2 separate regions of the Lactuca sativa genome follow, and region 1 is linked to region 2. Evidence: chromatin contacts called from public Hi-C data. All regions are on one chromosome and are shown on one strand. The core of a region is the stretch at or near the end of the contact, and the rest is flanking DNA. Distances in the headings are between cores, read along the strand shown. Region 1 holds the start of LOC111885768. Region 2 holds the start of LOC122194411.

The links. Hi-C and Micro-C count contacts between places; a contact is called where the count stands out from the background.
Region 1: a contact with region 2 is called in a Hi-C map of leaf, with 4 times the contacts expected there. The contact joins the promoter of LOC111885768 here to the promoter of LOC122194411 in region 2. A contact is called at or near these places in 2 of 4 Hi-C or Micro-C datasets (both in leaf).

What each region holds. Positions count from the first base shown.
Region 1 is chr8:178,692,579-178,696,852 of Lsat_Salinas_v11, reverse strand. It overlaps LOC111885768, which reads right to left and starts at 2,455. Exons shown (of 1, transcript XM_023882009.3): 1 at 1,577-2,455. The coding sequence starts at 2,369. The coding sequence ends at 1,734.
Region 2 is chr8:178,474,523-178,478,912 of Lsat_Salinas_v11, reverse strand. It overlaps LOC122194411, which reads left to right and starts at 2,364. Exons shown (of 4, transcript XM_023882021.3): 1 at 2,364-2,673; 2 at 2,950-3,168; 3 at 3,677-3,841; 4 at 4,020-4,390. The coding sequence starts at 2,479. The coding sequence ends at 4,310.

The sequences.
Region 1 (4,274 bases), core at 1,206-3,705, 220 kb before region 2:
TTAAACTTTCATATTAAAAAAATCAAAATTATTAATCAATTATTTTAAATAAGTTATTACTTAAGATATATATATATATATATATATATATATATATATATATATATATATATATATATATATATATATATATTACTTTTATACAATTATAATCATTAATTTAAATAAATACGTGAAGTTATATCATCTTATAATCTGTATTTATTTTATTTTATTTTTTAATATAATTAGAGTGAAAATTTTTAAAATTTAAAATTTAAAATGAAGAATCAATCATTAATTTAATGTAATTAGAATTTAAAATTTAAAATTTAAAATTTGAAATTTGAAATTGATAATTAATAGGTTGACAAGTGACATTATAGGTAACATATAATATTAATGAAGATTTCTAATGGTATGATAATTGTCAATAGAAGAATAAACTTATTCATTTATTAGAATATGAAGAGGGAGATATGTATATTATTTGTTTACATGTAAAACCTCGTTTTGGTGTTTCTGTAAATATAAAATTGTATGTTAAATATGAAAGCTTTCTTGCAAGAAATGTAATATTATAAAACTATATTTACATCTAAAATTTGAGAAAACATAAAGAATCAAATCAAAAGTAACCTAATTCATCCATGGTATTTAAATATCACAAAATTTTATTATTTTATCTTCATATTCTAATAAATAAATAAATTTATTCTCTTATTGACAAATGTTACAATATTAGAAATTTTCATTAATATTATATGCCACCTATCATGTCACATGTTAACCTATTAATTCTCCATTTAAAATTTTCTACCCTAATTACATTAAATAAATAATTGATTATCCATTTCAAATTTCAAATTTTAAATTTCACACTCTAATTACATTAAATTAATAAATGATTTTTCATTTCAAATTTCAAATTTTAATTTCACACATAATTATATTAAATAACATTATAATAAAAATTAAAATAAAATTAATATATATTATAAAGTGATGTAATTTCATTTATTTATTTAAATCAACGATTATAATTTTATATAACTAAAAATATCTCTGAATTAATAATTTATTTGAAATAATTGATTAATAATTTTAAATTTTACTATAAAATTTTAATTAATTTTATAAGGGTTATAAACTAGATTAATAATATATTTCATTTTATTTAATATTTATTATGGTTAGTACCACTACCAAATTGGTCTTTAGGACATTCAAACATCTTTGTTTAAAATTTAAATTATCGTTTGTTACTTTTAAAAAAAATCATTTGAACCATTCTAACTGTATTTTATTTTGAGATTCGCGATATTTTATTTTATTAGCAAACATTGTTTCTAAAGTCATTGAATAAAAATTTCTTTGATCACTTATTAAATGTATATAATATATTTTTAATGAATTTATATCTAGTAAACTTATTTTGTAAGATATCTTAATCTGCTCAAATTTGTTTTGCATCATGAAAAGTTTAATTATTTTATTAAAATATCTAAAACATTAAATGATTCAAATATCATTCAAGAATAAAATATAATAACTTATTTAAATACTTATGATTTCATTCCATAACAAACAACCGAAAGAGCAAAAGCAATACCTTTATTCAGTGTGAAAACTAGAAAGAAGATAAGAATAACAAAAGTACATCTTCACTAAAGAAGAACAAGTGGAAGAACATCAAAATTTCTATAAACACAAAATCAAAACAAAACTAGAAATCATAATAAGTTGTTAACACCCTATAATCTGTTCTTGTAATGACACGTTTGATTTGAAATTCTTCGATTTGAAATATCGATGTTCAAATCACACGATGACACAGAAGAGATGTGAATGTTGAACATATTAAGTATACGAGCTTTACCGGAGATCTTAGTGTAGGTAGACACCGGCAAGCTTCCACTGATGACATCACTATAAACATCAAAATTCGTCAGCAACCGATCGGCAAAAACAGTGAGCGTGAGATTCAATCGCTTCGTATCATCGGAACCAATCTCGCCGGCGGGAATCGGAACCTCACCGATGTCTTTGTCTTTGTACAGGAGAATCGCTGAGCTGTTTCGGTACTTAACACCGACTTTGTTAGGGTTTTTAATCGAGATATCAAGGTCGAGGGAGATGTTTAACGAAACCCTAGGCGGAAGGAGGTTAACTGAGACATCGAAATCGCTGATGGCGATGGAGTTGACGGAGGTGACGGGCTTCTTGGCTTTGAAGACGGTGAGAGCCAGGATCAGAATGATTAAAGCAAGGAGAACAATAACGGCGATTACCGATAGACAGATGCATCTCCGGCGTTTGCGTTTCCGGCGGTGTTTGTCGTCGGCGACGATGGTTGTGAGTGGCTGTTCATCTTTTTTCTCGACATCCATGTTTTTTTGTTGAGTTGTAAATATTTCAAAGTCAGAATTAAATATTTAGGGATAGGAATTGTTGACGAAGGGTTTGGGAATTTAATGGAAGATCGGTTAACGGTTGGGTGTTTTGGCTCCATACTTTTACTTTTGTGTACTTTTATTAAATGCAAATAGAAAATAATTTATTTTTATTAATTTGTTTTTTCTGTAATTAAGAATTTTAGTTTGGAAAATTAGGTAATTTAAATAAAAGATATTTATATAACATGTCATCATTGGATACTTATTGTGACTATAAAATATTTAATAAAAATTTGATAGGAGCATTGCCAGCTGAAAAGAAGCTTATAAAAAGAAACAGTCAAACGTTATTAGAGGGAGATTAATGGACCACAAAAGAACTATGAATATTCTTGTTTGCATTTTTTTTTGGGATTGCAATTTTTTCAACAACTTAATAAATATTTTGCAACAAATAAACAAATATAAATGAAATTTAAATAAATCATTTATTAATTAGGACAGCATATGGACCACTTGTGGACAACATATATCAAAACAGCACTATAATTATATTCGTCAAAACAAGTGTAATAATACAATATTTTAAAGTAAAAGGGTAATATATTTTTTTATTTGTACACATTTAGTTACTGAGTTTTTTTCCGTCTACATTTATCCCTTAAACTTGTTGAACTGTACACATTCAGTCCTTATGACCGGTTACTTCAGGTTAGCCGGAAAAAATGATTTAATAGGGTAATATATTTTTCATTTTGTACACATTTAATCCTTAATATTTTTGTACACATTTAATGCTTAATATTTTTTTGTTTCAAAATAAGTCATTTTTGTTTTTGTACACATTCAGTACTAATGAATGTTTTCTTTAGATTTTTCTCACGACATTTTACATGGGACAATCATTGATGAAATGTGTGAGACTGTTGATGTCTATGTGTAATGTCTCATTTTCACAACCAGAAAATTTCATTTTTAAATAAGGCAAAACTCCCTAATTATAAATCCATTATTAAGAAAAAAACGTTTATTCCAAAATATATTTATCGAAAATCAGAGTAATATAAGAAAATGTGTAATCCTCAATAATGTTGATGAGTGTGTATAGCCATGCATTCGCCTTCTCACGACCAACGATAGAACCTGAAAACATAAATAACTGAGTAAGCACAAAGTTTAGTGAATTTCCCCCAAAATACCCAACACAACAAACATATTATTATGCATAACGGACCCACACTCATTAGATTGGTATACTTTGGCCCAATCAGTCACCGGACTGGAATGCCAACATTCAATAATAGGTCCAATCATTAATCGGACTGGAATACTCAGGGTTTGTTGGTATGACGCCTTAATCCAACCGCTCTTCTCGAGTCTTCGTGCCTACAGCTTATAGCCGACCCGCACCAGGTATCTTGGCCTACAACATATAGCAGGACCACCTGAAACTATCCCACCACCATATGGCTATCCCACATAAGATGTCGTGAGGACTAAATGTGTACAAAATGATAAATATATTACCCTATTAAGTCATTTTTACCGGCTAACCTGGAGTAGCCAGTCATAAGGACTAAATGTATATAGTTTAACAAGTTGAAGGGGTAAATGTGGACGAAAAAAAAAACTTAGTGACTAAATGTGTACAAATCAAAAAATATATTACCCTTTTAAGTCATTATCCCTAATTATTACCCTACAAAAGTTAAGATAACCTTTGGTGGGTGAAACATAATTGAACTAGATAGAACAAGATTTTCTAAAGGACCTTTGGTAAGGCCTTCTGCAATACATACTATGAACTGATGAAGCCCTATATGATCTAGGCAGGGCCGGTTCCGAGATTTTGGAGACCCTGTGCAATTTAATAAAAATGAGCCCTAAAATTTGAAAAAT
Region 2 (4,390 bases), core at 1,115-3,614:
TCCGACCCACTAGATTATATTGGTAGGATAATAGTTGTCTTCGTGACAATTTCTTGTATTGCTTGAATATCTGTTTTTGTCTCTGTGACTCTTACTGTTATGATTATATGCTTGATGTAGAAATAGACCCGATACCGGTTGAAAGATACTGAAGGGGTTGAAATACACCCAATACCGATTGAAAGACACTGAAGGGGGTTAAATACATCTAGTACCGGTTGAAAGAGACCTGAGAGGTTGAAATACACCCAATACCGGTTGAAAGAGATCGATACTGATTGAAAGAGACCGGTACTGGTTGAAAGAGACCGAAGGGGGTGAAATAGACCCAATTATGTTTTAACTGTATGTATGTATGGCATGGGGTATTTTGGGGGAGCTCACTAAGCTTTGTACTTACGATTTTCAATTTATGTTTCAGTTACTTCCAGCTCAAAAGGGAAGGGATCAGATTGATCGCACCGCATCCGTCCATGTTTTTCCACCTTATGTGATTTTGGGATTTGTACTATGATATTATTTTACTATGATTCACTTTCAGTTGTTTTTTTATATGATCTTTGAATGTTTTGGAATTAATTAAAAATAAAATCTTGTCTAAAATTTTGGAATGTTACAGTTATTATATAATGGTATCTTATCTTATCTTATATAATGATATTTGAATTGATAAAACTTCTTAAAAACTAAACTGATTTTGAGAACTTGTGAGATATTGGGCGTGTTTGGAAAAAATAGCTGTTAGCTGAAAGCAGGTAGCGGTTAGCTGGTAGCGGGAAGTTATAACTTTTATTTGTTATATGAATGTTTGGCAAAAGTAGCTGGAAACTTTTGAAATATATAAAATTACATAAACGGACAATTGATTAAAAATAAATAAATATATAAATATATTTTTAAGGGTAATTATGGAAACTGATTTCAAAAGCTCAGGAGCGTTTTGTTAAACGCTACATGAAGTAGCTTTTAGAATCGGAGCGTTTTGTTAAAACTAAAAGGTAAACGCTCGTACTGCCAAACGAAGCTTTTTGTTTAAACTAGAGCGTTTTCTCAAAAGCTAAAAGCTAGAAGCTCCCAAACGCTTCCAAAAGCTTCATGCCAAACACGCCCATTGTGACCAAATTTTTGCAAAAGCATTTTAAATGATTTTAAAATATAAAATGAAAAGATGGTGTTTCAAGTTCAACAACCATTTATTCGTTTAACACATAGTTGTCACCAGTTTCTTTGATTTTCCATTTCCCGCACAATTGTTCAAAAATCCATCAAAGTAAATTAGTGATTCTTGTGCAAACATATATTATTGCAAACAATTTAAAGCGTTTGCTTCAACCCAAAATGGCCCAATTATGCGAATGTGATAACCATAATGGAGGAAGAGGCGGAGCTCGTGGGTGGCGTTGGTGCTACCTATGGCAAAATAGGGAGAGTTTATCGATGGTGGAGGAGGGTTTAGTCATTCTTTTTTACCACAAAATAAACTTGCTTTTCATCGTAAGATGATGAGGGGACACTCTTGGAGTTGCTAGTGAGTCAGAGTGAAATAGTCAATTGATTGCCCCTTGTGTTTTACTCGTTTGGGAGGAAATGAGAGCTGATATCGGTTATTAGTGTATTGGCCGATGGATGGGGTCTGCAACAATTTAGTGCGCCATTCTCCTTTTCATGTAAATAACATAATTGACCCATCAAGTCTACCCTAATTAATGAAGATCTATTTTGGCACATTTCAATCTTTCATAAGTTTTGACACTTGTTATTTGGTAGTATTTTTGAAATAAATAATATCCACATGTCAATGTCTAGTTTTTTTTAATGTTAAAATTAAGAAACCACATAATACATATAGCTATATAAGTAAGTAGTAAATGTAATAAATATGATCTTAAATTGTAATAAATATGTTTTTTCCTTCCTTATTTTAGAATTTAATTTTAAAAAATACTTAATGTTTACATTTTGATATATTTTTTTTAATCAACTCATGTAATATATAGGTCTGGTCTCACACCTAATTCAGTAACAAAATAAGACACACAAAATAAATAAATAAAATAACATAAAATAAAATAGAGGGTATAAACCGTATAATGGTTATTCTACAAGTATGTATGAGAAATGGATTTTAAAACTGTGGTGGGTTTTAAATCCATAAAAACCATGTTTTAAAACTTTGGACAAAAAGTGCATTGATTTTTTAAACTTGGACCAAAAGTTAGCGGCACAAAAAAAAATATTTTTACTCATAGATATATATATATATATAGCGAAACAACGGTTAACTTGAGATTCGGAGAGTTTGTTAAAAAGACGTACGGCATTGATTCCTCAAAAGAAGCATATCCGCTGGTTGTGTAATTGTAGGCTTGCGGTGGCGTTAATGGCGCCCGGCGGTGTTCATTCCGGTTGATTCTGATCACCAGCCTGCTTCAAATTTGTTTTCTTGTCGATCGGTTGCTTGATCAGCCATATATATGCATGGCGTACCGTAGAAGGCATGGGATTTCTAGGTCTTCGACGTTCAAGGAAGAACTCTATCGTCCTCCTGACGATAAAACCACCACCTCCGCTCCATCATCGCCTCTTGCCTCTCAGATACGAACATCTGATGCTCACCGTGACTCTTCTCTCTCCAATTCGGCGTTTAACACGTCTCTTCAACGCAGATCCAAGGTTTTCCATTCTATTTGTGCTTTACTCTTCATATATATCCCTACAATGAAAATTATTCTGAGAATTCTTATTTCGTTTTCATTTTCATGCATTTTCAATTGTTTCCATATTATTTTAATAATTTCTTCAACAACAATAATGTATTAATCAACATTACTCATCTTTCCTAAATTTAGCGAAGGCATAATGTAGAGGTGATGTATTATGTAGTTAACAAAATGTTGGAGTCCAATAAAAAAAATAAAAGGGATGATTCGTTGTTAAATTTGTAACCAGGAGTTAAGTGATCAAAAAGTGCAAGGGGGTACACTCACCATTAATGTGGACAAAAAAAGTCATGATATTCAAGATGCTAGTAAGTTGCAGAACAAGATCAAATCTGAAGCAACTGATCGTAAAGAACTTGACACCGAAAAACAGTCACAATCACAGCCGCAGGAGCAAGAGCCTGAAACACCGACCAATCATGAGGATCAACTGAAGGCATCTCGCGACGTAAAGTGGCAAATGTGTAATTAATTGCATATCTACTATGGTTCAAGTATTTGAAACCATAGCAAATTTATAAGCTTGGACTTCTCACATTATTATTGCATCATCACATGCATGTTATTCTTACAAGATTTTCCGTATTTGTTACATGGGACTCTTTTGGATAGGACTGGACTGGACAAATTTTCTAGGTTATTTAGGATAATGAGAATGAGAAGGGTATTCATGTCTTTTCTTTTGGGTGTGACAATAAATTATAATTTTTGTTCCATTTACATCATTTTCGGTCTCAGTCCAGACGTACAACTACAACATGGGTTTTTTTTTTTTTTTTTTTTTTTTTTTTTTGGCATGTTGTATCCCACTTAAAGAAGAGTCTGGATCTCTAGATGTTCAAAAGACATGATTGTCCTCCTAACAATGATTATAGAAAATAAAATAGATCTAGAAAGTCCACTCGAGCCCCATGTAACAAATGAAGCATCAAACAATAATTGGTTTTATATGCCAGGTGGCGATTGCAACAGCTGCAAAAGCGAAACTTCTTTTTCGAGAGATTAAAACTGTGAAAGCGGATTTAGCTTTTGCAAAACAAAGAAGTTCTCAGCTAGAAGAAGAAAATAAAATTCTTCGAGAGGCTCGTGAAAAAGGAGACCACCCTGCCGATGATGACATGGTACATATTTACTATAAATATTTAACTTCCCCCCCTTTTTTTTTCCTATAACCCCGTTTGTCACCTAAAAAAAATAGGACTATAAATCATTTTGGATTTTTTTGTTTGTACAAAATACATAAATGTTTTTATGATCTACAACTTTAAATTTGAATAACAACTTACTATATATGATCAGATACGACTCCAACTTGAAACACTTTTAGCTGAGAAGGCACGTTTGGCTAATGAGAACTCGGTATATGTTCGCGAGAATAGCTGCTTGAGGGAAGTAATTGAATATCATAAACTAAGTATGCAAGAGGTGGTGTATTTGGATGAAGGAATTGAAGAGGTTGCTGAAGTTAATCCTAGAGTTTCCAGGACACTTTCTGCACCCCCGTTTCCTTCGTCTCCTCAGAACAATTCCTTTACAACCAAGGAAACTGAATTCCAAGAGGGGAGTCGTCGTCGTGCAAATTTGAATTAGGATTTTTTTATTAAGTTTTATATGGATAAATTTTTTAATAGATAAATGATGTATGTCTGGAGTAAGTTACGTATACATAA